2 separate regions of the Sus scrofa genome follow, and region 2 is linked to region 1. Evidence: chromatin contacts called from public Hi-C data. All regions are on one chromosome and are shown on one strand. The core of a region is the stretch at or near the end of the contact, and the rest is flanking DNA. Distances in the headings are between cores, read along the strand shown.

The links. A called contact is a pair of places that touch in the nucleus more often than the background predicts.
Region 2: a contact with region 1 is called in a Hi-C map of skeletal muscle, with 4 times the contacts expected there. The contact joins the promoter of SNRPA here to the enhancer-like site in region 1. A contact is called at or near these places in 1 of 5 promoter capture datasets (skeletal muscle), 5 of 47 Hi-C or Micro-C datasets (embryonic fibroblasts, heart right ventricle, liver and 1 more) and 1 of 2 datasets of contacts at active chromatin or transcription factors (skeletal muscle).

What each region holds. Positions count from the first base shown.
Region 1 is chr6:48,885,068-48,890,561 of Sscrofa11.1, reverse strand. It overlaps NUMBL (numb-like protein), which reads left to right. Exons shown (of 10, transcript XM_021094402.1): 10 at 1-506. Among named protein-coding and RNA genes, the nearest start is that of NUMBL, 30 kb to the left of the region's middle. Within about 2 kb of position 1,836, at least 67 of the 83 cell types and tissues checked have an H3K27ac peak or open chromatin away from gene starts, as enhancers often do. A contact at or near this core is called in embryonic fibroblasts, liver and skeletal muscle, where this site is marked.
Region 2 is chr6:48,967,486-48,973,163 of Sscrofa11.1, reverse strand. It overlaps SNRPA (small nuclear ribonucleoprotein polypeptide A), which reads right to left and starts at 1,296. Exons shown (of 7, transcript NM_001077222.1): 1 at 1,224-1,296. The coding sequence starts at 1,296. It overlaps C6H19orf54 (UPF0692 protein C19orf54 homolog), which reads left to right and starts at 2,120. Exons shown (of 4, transcript XM_005655850.3): 1 at 2,120-3,245. The coding sequence starts at 2,926.

The DNA of each region.
Region 1 (5,494 bases), core at 587-3,086:
GGACGGCCACAATCCTACGGAGCGCCCTTGGTTCAAGCTACGTTTCCCAGTTTCTGTTGTTGACCTTCTCCCTTCCAGGGTTGGGTGGGATGGAGAAGGGATGCCCATCTGGAGGCTCTCCTGGGCCCCAGATGAGTGCCCGCCCTGAGTCTGGTCATCCCCCTGCCCCCCATACACAGCACAAGCAAAGGGCTTCCTTCTGCCCACCTGCTGCGTTCACTGCCAATGCTGTGCTCACCTCTCCCCTCCCCTTGAAGGCCCACGTCATCTTTGGGCCAAGGTCTCATGGGGGTGGGGGTCAAGTTGGGGGCCCAGGAGGCGGGGTAGGGGGAAGGGGAAGAAGATGCTCCGTTACCTCACATGGGTACCCGCTGGGGAGGCGTCCGGGAAGAAGAAAGGGGTGCCTGGCGGGTACTTTTCTATCTTTTATTTCCAGATTTTTTTGTATCTAAACTTGCAGATTTGTATTATACAAGGACAGCCAATAAAGGAAGAATATAACGGTGCCCCTCGAGAAAGCAGGGTGTGTGTCCAGGCAGGAGGGTTGGAGATGGAGCTTTTCCTCCAAGTCCTCTCCTAAAACCAGAGGGAGTAAAAAGTGTCTCCCTGCATATTAACCTGAGTAAGAGCATGGAAGTGGGTAATGCTGACCCAGCACTAGAAAAGTGGGTGTTGATGGGTACCCCAAATTAATCACCCCGTTTCTATTACAGATTCTGAACCAAGGAATTTTTTTAAATTATAATCTGCTGCTAATAAGTTCAGTAATAACATTTTCTTTTTTTGCATTTTTTTTTTTTTTTTTGTAAGGACTGCACCTGCAGCATATGGAAGTTCCTAGGCCAGGGGTCCAATCCCAGCTGCAGCTGCCAGCCTAGGCGACAGCCACGCCAGATCTGAGCTACACCACAATTCAGGGAAACAGTGGATCTTTAACCCACTGAGCGAGGCCAGGGATCGACTTGAAGATGATGCAAACGATGGGACTAACGGGGAAACTGAGGCCACGCAGCACAGAGAAAATCAGGGACAGAGTCAAGACCCTCTTCCGTGCGCGAGGCTGATCTTCACACAAAACCATCCTTCGCTGTGCTGAGAGCGGGCTTTCCCAGACCGACCTTCACCTCCCCCAGTTCCTGCAGAAGCAGATATTTTGGGCCCGCGGAGCTCCACTAACCCGTTATCTCCTCAAGACCTCCCACGGGCTCCTCTTAGCTGTTTCCCCATCTTCCCTCCCACGCCCAATGGAGACTTTCGTTCTTCACGGCAATTTTCTCCCCCTAGAGACTACGGCTCCGGGGTTAACCTCCCACCTTCCACGTCCTTCAAGCGTCGCCTCTCTCAGAATAGACCCAGGGCCGCGGAGTTAACGCCCCCGCTTACCCGGGGACCGCGTCCCACCGGGAGCTGCGTGAGGCAGCGCCCCCACTCTCTCCCCCTCGAAGCCAGGTTTGCGGGGACGTCCAGCCCAGGCTGACTCGACGCCCCCTTCCCTGAGCGCTTTGGGAAACCCCGCCTCCCAAGCGCCTTCGCTCCTGAAGCCCCGCCCGGCGGCGACGGCTACGTAGGAACATTCCGCGCGAGACCCCGCCTAGCGCCCCGCCCCCCTCCGCGGCTCTTTTGAAAACCCCGCCCTGCGCCACGGCAGCCGGGCGCCACGGTCAAGGGCAGACCCCCGCGGCGCCCTGGCCCCCGCTGCTTCCGCCTCCCGCCGCCCCTGTGGCCGCCGTCTCTTCGCAACTGTTCCGCAGACAAACAACCCTCCGTCCTCGATGAGCCGCTCTCATCTCCGGCTCCTGCAAGGCCCAGCGGATCCTCGTAGAGTCTCCCGAGCGCGGTAGCGCAGCACCCCCGTGTGGCCCTGCCCTGGGGAAACGCGCAAGGGCCGGACCGTGGCTCTGCAGGAGAGACCCGCCCGGCTTAGGCTAAAGTAGAACAAGTGTTAAAGGAAAAGAAAAAGAAAAAAAGGCATCACAGTCATAGACACCGTTATCCTCCAGGGTCTGGCTCAGCCGCTCGCTCCTCTAGAAAGACCTCGCTGACCCCTTCCATCTGGATCTCCTGCGTCCCCCATGCTTCCCCCCATCCCGGCCCTGGCCCACCTGCCACTGTTCCCCTCCACCCAGCCCTGACCCTCTGGGCCGTCAGCAGGCCTGTGAAGCCAGAGACAAGCGCTGTCTTTAGTCACCGCTCTGTCCCCAGCATCACCCAGGGCAGCACAGAGGAAGGCTCAGATGACCTGCCGCGCACGTTCTAGGGAGCAGTCATATACTCCCTCCCACAGATTTTGCTTTGTTTTGTTCAACAGTTTTCCTCAGCTGTCACCTATGTATCGTAAGACTCACCTGTTTTAAGTGAGGTAATGATACTGGGTGATTGTTTTGACAGGAGTGCAGCCATCACCACAATCCAATTTTAGAACACTTCCATCACCCTGAAAAGATCGCTTGTGCTCACTTGCCGTCAATTCTCATTCCTGTTGCCAGCGTCAGCCCCAGGCAACCTCTGATTACTTCCCCTCATGCTGCATTCTTTTCTTCATTTTACCAGCAGTTTCAGAACTACTTGCTTCTATCAGGTACTGAGAGCCCAGGGTACACAATGACATACACAGGCCCTGCCCTCAGGGACCTCAGGTCCTGTTGGGATAATGGCCAACAGGAACATGCGTCTGCTCACGCATTTTTCTTTTTGTCTTGTCTTTTTAAAAAACTCCAGATTCATGGAATTCCCGTCTTGGCGCAGTGGAAACGAATCTGACTGGGAACCATGAGGTTGTGGGTTCCATCCCTGGCCTCGCTCAGTAGGTTAAGGATCTGGCATTGCTGTGAGCCATGGTGTAGGGTCACAGATGCGCCTCAGACCCCACGTTGCTGTGGCTGTGGTGTATGTAGGCTGGCAGCTGTAGTTCTGATTTGATCCTTAGCCTGGCAACCTCCACATGCCACTCGTGCAGCCCTTAAAAAAATAAAATAGAATAGAATAAAATAAAATAGAATGCAAAACACCAGATTCAAGCCGCTGTCTGCGACCTACACTACAGCTCACAGCAACACTGGATCTTTAACCCATTGAGCAAGGCCAGGGATCGAACCCGCGTCCTCGTGGATACTAGTCGTGTTCATTACTGCTGAGCCACAATGGGAACTCCCTGCTCACTCATTTCTTCGTTCAAAAATGTGTACTGAACACCAGTGCCAGCTATTATGCTAGGCCCGAGGGTTATATAGCACTGGGGGGGGGGGAGAAATAGCTCCCTTTGCTGGAATTGATATTCTAATGAAAGGATTTAAAAAAAAGGAAATAGGAGTTCCCTGGTGGCACGGTGAGTTAAGGATCTTGCATTGTCACTGCAGCAGCTTGGCTCCCTTGCCCAGAGACTTCTGCATGCTGCAGTAAATAAATAAAGAAATAATGTATATATGTGATATAATGGCTGGTGGTGAAAGTATTATGAAGAAAATAAACCAGAGGAGGAGGTAGCAAGAGATGGGGTTCAATTTTATTTTATTTTTTTTGCCTTTTAGGGTCATACCCACAGTACATGGAGGTTCCCAGGCTAGGGGTCAAATCAGAGTTTCAGCTGCCAGCCTACACCACAGCCACAGATCATGGCAAAGCCGGATCCTTAACCCATTGAGTGAGGTCAGGGGTTGATGCTAGTCCTCACAGATGCTAGTCAGATTCATTCACCGCTGAGCAACAACGAGAACTCCGTGATGGAATTCAGTTTTTTTTTTTTTTTTTTTTTTTTGGTCTTTTTGCCTTTTCTGGGGCCGCACCCACAGCATATGGAGGTTCCCAGGCTAGGGGTCTAATCGGAGCTGTAGCCGCTGGCCTACACAGGAGCCACAGCAACTCGGGATCCGAGCCGCATCTGCGACCTCAGCTCACGGCAACGCCGGATCCTTAACCCACTGAGCGAGGCCAGGGAGCGAACCCGCAACCTCATGGTTCCTAGTCGGATTCGTTAACCACTGCGCCACGACAGAAACTCCTATGGAGTTCAATTTTAAACAAAGTGGTCAGGGAACACCTCTCTGAGAAGAAAGCATTTGATCAGAGACCTGACTGAAGTGAAGGAGCCAAGTCTGTATTTGAGGGAACAGTGTTCCTGGAGGGGAACAGCCAAGGCAAAGGCCTTGAGGTGGGCACAAGCTGCAGGTTGGAGAGCTGGAGGGTCCTGAGGACAGTTGGAGATGAAGTCAGAGAATACAGGGGGCTGGATCAATAGGCCGGTGGAAGCCATGATGAGAGTTTGCCTTCTGGTCTGAGAAGGACAGGAAGCCCACTGGAGATTTGCAGCAGGGGGGTAACATGATCTGATTTACATGGTGTAAAGGTTCACTGACTGCCACAGGCGAATTGGACGGATTATGGGTTGGCCAGCAAGGAGGTGGGGACTTGGGTTGAGAGGTGGTGATGACTTAATCCAGAGCAGGAACAATGGGGAGGGAAGAGAGCAGGCATCAGGCAGTGATTAGGAGATAAAATCAAGATATGGAAGATTGAGGAGCTCCGTGGTGGCTCAGTGGTTCACACATCCGACTAGAAACCATGAGGTTGTGGGTTTGATCCCTGGCCTCACTCAGTGGGTTAAGGATCCTGTGTTGCCGTGAGCTGTGGTGTAGTTTGCAGACTTGGCTTGGATCTGGCGTTGCTGTGGCTGTGGTATAGGCTGGCAGCTGTAGATACGATTCTACCCCTAGCCTGGGAAACTCCATATGCCGCGGGTGCAGCTCTAAAAAGACCAAAAAAAGAAAGAAAAAAAAAAAAAGAGTATGTGGATATCCCTTGTACTTTTTTTTTTTCTTTTTTCTTTTTCTGGCTGCCCTGTGGCACATGGAGTTCCTGGGTCAGGGCTCAGAGCTGAGCCACAGCTTCGGCAATGCCAGATCCTTTAACCCCCTGTGCTGGGCTGGGGATTGAACCTGTGTCCTGGTGCTGCAGAAACACCACTGATTCTGTTGCACCACAGTGGGAACTCCTAGAATTTTTTTTTTTTTTTTAAGGGCCACACCAGTTGAATCAGAGCTGCAGCTGCTGGCCTGCACCACAGCCTCACCAATGCCAGATCTGAGCTGTGTCTGCGACTTACATGGATATTAGTGGGGCTTGTTACTGCTGAGCCACAACAGGAACTTCCGAGATGGAGTTTTCTAGAGGCTTTGTGACATGTGATGATGTCAATGCTCTGCCAGCTAATGTGCTTCTGGATTCTTACATATTCAAAGTATCACTTTTGGAGTTTCTGTGTGGAAGAGTAGGTTTAGGATTTGGCAGATGTCATTACAGTGGCTCAGGTTGCTGCTGTGGCACAGGTTTGACCCCTGGCCCCAGAACTTCCACATGCCATGGGTGTGGGGAAAAAAAAAAGAATCGAGTCCACAGAGTCGGTTTTTGTTGTTGTTGTTGTTGTTGTTTTTTTTTTTTGTCTTTTTGCCTTTTCGCCTTTTCTAGGGCCGCTTCCCAATGCATATGGATGTTCCCAGGC
Region 2 (5,678 bases), core at 47-2,546, 83 kb before region 1:
AAGTTTATGAGAAATTTACATGGCTTCTTTTATTATCTTCAACAGGAACTATCAGCAACCTCAAACTCAACCTCAACAATTTGGTTCTCCTGACAATTGTCTTGAGGTGATAAGCAGGAAGTAACACCTTTACTAACTACTGGGTACCATAAAAACAAGCTGCATGGCAGTTTAGTCAACATAATCCCCATAACATCCATGCAAACGTTGTATTAAGGTTTTTTCCAGTTTTCCTATATAAAAAATGAGGATCAGTAACTTGCTCAAGAAAATGGAAAAATATGTTAAATGTCAAGAATTGAGTTCTTCGGAGTTCCTGTCGTGGCTCAGCGATGATGAACCCGACTAGTGTCCACGAGGGTGCCTTTCTCAGTGGGTTAAGGATCTGGCATTGCTGTGAGCTGTGGTATAGGTTGCAGACGCAGCTCAGATCCCAAGTGGCTGTGGCTGAGGCACAGGACGGCAGCTGCAGCTCTGATTCAACCCCTAGCCTGGGAACTTCTGTATGCCAATGGGCAGCCCTAAAAAGACAATTAAAAAAAAAAAGAATCCAGTTCTCAGGCAGAATTCCTCCAGGCTGGTGTTGGCCTCACTCACTTTTCCATGCTGTGTGACCTCAGGCAAATCAAACTACCCATGAGTCCCAGTTACCTAATCTGAGAAATGGGGTCAACAGGTCCTTCCTGCGGGGTTGCCATTTAAATTCAATGTAATCAAGATTTATAAACAGAGTGTTAGCCATCATTATTATTCATCTCATTTTCACTTTGAAATGAAACAGTGTCATTGTGGGCTGATCACTGAGACCATGACAATGACCAAGGCAGTTCCAGCTCCTACCCTCAGGGAGGTCAAAGGCCAACAGGGAGACTGCCCCAAAACAGTCCACAACCATCAGGGCTTAAAGGGGTATGTTCAGAGTCAAGGGAAGTTAGAAGCAAGCATGGCAGGCAGAAAGGGGAGGGGTAAGACTTCCGGGAGGAGGGCTCCTTGAGTTGAAACCTCGAAGGATGGGCAACAGTTACCAGGTTAATGGGCTGGCTGTAAGACAACTGAGGAAGTCTTAAACTCAGAGGAAGCAGCATGTGCAAAAGCCGAGGGGTTGGGGTTTACGCTAAGAGTTTGCCTGGAGAAGACTGAGAAAGAGACGCGGATGCTGGGGATAGACGAGGGGGCCGGCAAGTGTGGGACAGCCTCGAGTCGGAACTATTTCCAGAACTCACCATCCTTCTTGATCTTCTCGTTGAGATTGTTGATATAAATAGTGTGATTGGGACGGGTCTCGGGAACTGCCATGGAAGGAGTTGCTGAGACAGAGCTGAAAGAATAAAAAAGGTAACCTCGGAACTGGGTTTCTCCAAATCCTTTGTCCCAACGTGGGCTGCTTAGAGATCTTCCTTCTAAGAGGAAGTCAAGTGGGTAATGAGGAGGGAAAAGACAAACACCTCGAAAAACAAAGCAAACGCACGACACGGCGTCTCCTGCCCGCGTGGTGAAGGAAATCTCGAGAGGTTTACTACGAGTCCCAGGATGCTTTACGCCACTCTGTAGGCGGGGTGTCCGAGGTGGCGGTTCCCACTGGCCCACGCGCTCAAAGGGCGGCCCAGGAGAAAAAGCCCGGATGTATGAGCCAGTTAAGGTAGGAGTGAGAACTTTGCGGAGTCTTGGCCTCGCACAGCGCAGAAATAGCTCCTTCCCCCGACCCCCCGAGGCACGGCAAGGCCCGGGCGCCAGGCTCTCCACCCGCCCGATCCCAATGGCCGCTGAGCACACTACTCACGAACCAAGTCGCAGCTCCCGCAAGCGGCACCTTCTGCGTTGCTGTGCGCCGACCACAAAACTTCCTCTCCTGGTCCCGCCTTTATCTTTCTACAAACCAATCCCCTCGCGGACACCTGGTAGCTTGGCCAATCAGAGTAAGTCTCGCTCTCGGACCGAGGTTTTGCCAATCAAAACGATCCTTGGGTTCCCGCCTCAGCAGAACAACTCCGCCCGACCACTGCAAGCCCTTGGCTTTTGCGGCGCCCCGGGCTACAAGCCAATCAGTGAAGGCCGCGCCCCCTCACGCGCTTCTAGCCAATCGGGACGCAATTCTCGCGGCGGACTCCTCGGAGGCAGTTCTTTAGGAGCCCCACCTCTTCCCCCTCCGCTACGCGTTCTTTGTCACGTGATCGTTAAAGGGGCGGACACCACTTTCAAGTCTTACCACGAAATTTGGGAAAGGTTGTGCGCCGCGGTCGCCATTTTGCGGGGAGGGGAGCAGTGTTTTACCTTCCGACTCCGTTCCGTATCCGAGCGTTGTTGCGGCTCCCAACGACCTCCGATCTATCGGCCTTCCCGAACCCTCAAGCCTCCTCTTTTTGCGCTCTGATTTCAGGACTTTCTCCACAGCTAGGCCTTTTTCCCTGCCAGATGTCCTTTGACCTCTTGACCTCTGACTCAAAGGTCAGCGCTAAGGTTCCAAACTCGGGTCTGTGATGCGAGGGGTGGATATCTAGCCTAAATTCTCCCACTCTTTAATCCTGTGGCTCGAAATCCGCTTTCGGTGCCTTACTCTAGGTCTGAGCTTTCATATCCTGAGATTGAACCCCAAGTTTCCAAATCTAGCCCCTGATAAGTTAACTCCTAATGAGTATCACTGCTTGAGCCTTGCACCCCAACTCTGTATCTCAAATCTGGTTCCAGATTAAAGGACCGCGTTAACTCTCAAATTCCTTGTGATTTCAGTCAGCCTCAGGGATTGAGTCTGCTTCCAAAGTTCCAGGTTTTAGCCCTGATTTTTTCAGTCCTTCTGTTCACCTTCCTCCCCCAAGTCTGGAATTCAGCTCTAAAGCCTTCAGAATCTCCATCCCTGTGACCAACGCATTTGGGAGGATCCTTCCCTTCCCTCTGCTAAGCCTTCCAGTGCAAGTCACAGACCCCAAAATGATTTCTCCATGCTCTCCTCCCTTAGAGCCACCAATTCATCCTCCAGAAACTCCTGCACCCCAGACCCCCATCATCCCACCTCCTCCCCTACCCCCAAATCTCCCGGACGTAGCTTTTCCACCCTCTCCCTTGAGTCTCCAGGCCCCTGTACCCCCACCACCCCCACTGCCACCTCCACCACCTGCCACCGGCTTTGCTGCCCCTCATGTCTTCGGCCTGGAGAAGAGCCAGCTCCTGAAGGAGGCCTTGGAGAGGGCCGGCCCAGTCCCCAAGAGCAGAGAGGATGTCAAGAGGCTCCTGAAACTGCACAAGGACCGGTAGGGTCCCCATGCCCCACCTCACCCACCCACTCAGGGTCTCACCCAAAACCTGTCCCTAGGTCACTCCAGCCATCTCCTCTTGGGGTTTCCCGTTTGCTCAAGGTCAAACAGCCTGGAGTTCCTGTTGTGGCTCAGTGAGTTAAGAACCGGACTAGTATCCATGAGGCTGCAGGTTCAATCCCTGGCCTCACTCAGGGTGAGCATTAAGGGTCCAGCATTGCTGCAAGCTGCTCTGGCATGGCTGTGGCTGTGGCTGGCAGCTTCAGCTCCAATTCGACCACTATCCCAGGTGCAGCCATAAAGAGAAAAACAAAAATGAATAGCCTGTCTGCTTCAGCCCCCTACTTAGATCCTTTCAGTGGCAGTGTGCCTTCAGCCATGAAAAAAGTCCTGCCCTGACAAACACCCGGTGGGAGAGACAGATCCCACCTCTACCAGTGACAGCCCAGGGTGGTCAGAGCTGTGAGGGAAGGGCCCAAAGGGAGTACCTGGGCTGGGGGTCAGTGCAGCCCGCATAGAGGGGACCCCTGAGTGCTGTTGGGCAGATTATTCAGGGGTATGTGATGTGGAAAGTAAACAGTTTGTGCCCAGGCCCAGAGTGAAGTAAAGAGGTGTTTAATGACTTGCAAATACTTATTTCTGGGGGGCAGGAGACTTAGTTTCTGCACCACTGGAGGGTGAATTGTTTTGTGTATTCCTTGAGGAACCAGGGCCCTGCCTCAAGGCTGCACTGTTGTTTCTTAACTGATCCTCCCTTGTTTCTGCATTCCTTCCTTTAAGAGAGTTAATTCCTGGACCTATTCAAGGATGAGCATTGTGGCCAAGTGTAGATCACAAAATGCCTTAGGCCAAAGTGTCACAGTCATAACAACGCTGGATCCTTAAGCTGGATCCTTAACCCGCTGAGCGAGGCCAGGGATTGAAACCCTATCCTCATGGATGTTAGTCTGGTTCTTAATCTCCTGAACCACAACAGGAACTCGAGTTGTTTTTTTTTTTTTCCTTTGTACGTATTGGGTTCTCTTCTGTCTAGAAAGCCATACCTGTTCTCTTTCTCTGGGGACCCCTAACCTATCTGCCTACAAGAGAAGGTGGCACACGTGGAGTTTCGCAGGTCCACATGGTGTGGGGGGCCATGCAGAGGAAGCTGGGCTGTCCTGAGGGCCCTGGGGAGCTGTGGAAGGGCTTTGTGCCCTTGCAGGGAGAGAGGTTACCTTCAAAGAGTGGAGGGAGAGTCCGGGGATGGAGGAGCCTGGAGCACCCAGAGACCCTGGCGGGAGGGGAGGGGCGAGCCCTGGGCTGGGGAGGTGGGGAGGGCAGAGGGAGAAGTGACCTGCCCAGACTCAGAAGAAACTGGCAGCGTATCTAGACAAGTTTATAATCTGCAGTAAACCCCCAACCACAGTGAGGCAAATTTAATGCAAATAACACCACCCGTTACTGCCTGTCCACAACCTGCCAGGCACTGCGCTGAATGTTTCCTTGCTAATTTCCTTAATTGTCTCAGTGATGCCCTGAGATAGGAAGGAACTACTGTTGTGCCGTTTTCCAGATGAGGAAACTGAGGCTCATGGAGATGAAGTCATTTACCACAGAGCTTGGAAGAGGAAGGGGCCAGTTTGAACTCTGGCAGGGCCGCGGGGCTCCCGGTTTTTAACGTTTGTGCTGTGTTATCACCTCTCATCAGGAGGGGGGCCCCCAGCCTTACCCTTTCCTTGGCTTTGGGATGGAACTATGAGCACATTTCAGGCACCTCCTTAGCCCAGAATGGGGGTTGGGGGAGGCATGGGATCACCAGAATATTCTGAGGACCCCAACAAGGTGATCTCTTAGGGGCCCGAAGCAGTCACTACCTGGATTTGTTCAAGGCTGAGTGAAGGGATTTCCACCCTAACTGCCTGAGAAACGGGCTTGAGAGCAGAAAAACATTCACATGGAGTTCCCATGTGGTGCAGCGGAAACAAATCTGACGAGGAGCCATGAAGTCGCAGGTTTGATCCCTGACCTTGCTCAGTGGCTTAAAGATCTGGCATTGGCGTGAGCTATGCTGTAGCTCGCAGATTCGGCTTGGATTCTGAATTGCTATGACTGTGGTGTAGGCCGGTGGCTACAGCTCCGATTCGACCCCTAGCCTGGGAACTTCCATATGCCGCAAGTACAGCCCTAAAAAAAAAAAGACATTCACAGAATTTGAGTATTTTATTTTATTATTTTAATTTTATTTATTTTTGTCTTATCTCTAGGGCCGTACCTGCAGCACATGGAGGTTCCCAGGCTAGGCGTCGAATCGGAGCTATAGCTGCCGGCCTATGCCAGAGCCCCAGCAATGCAGGATCCAAGCCCATCTGTGACCTACACCACAGCTCACAGCAAAGCTGGATCCTTAACCCACTGAGCAAGGCCAAGGATTGAATCCGAGTCCTCATGGTT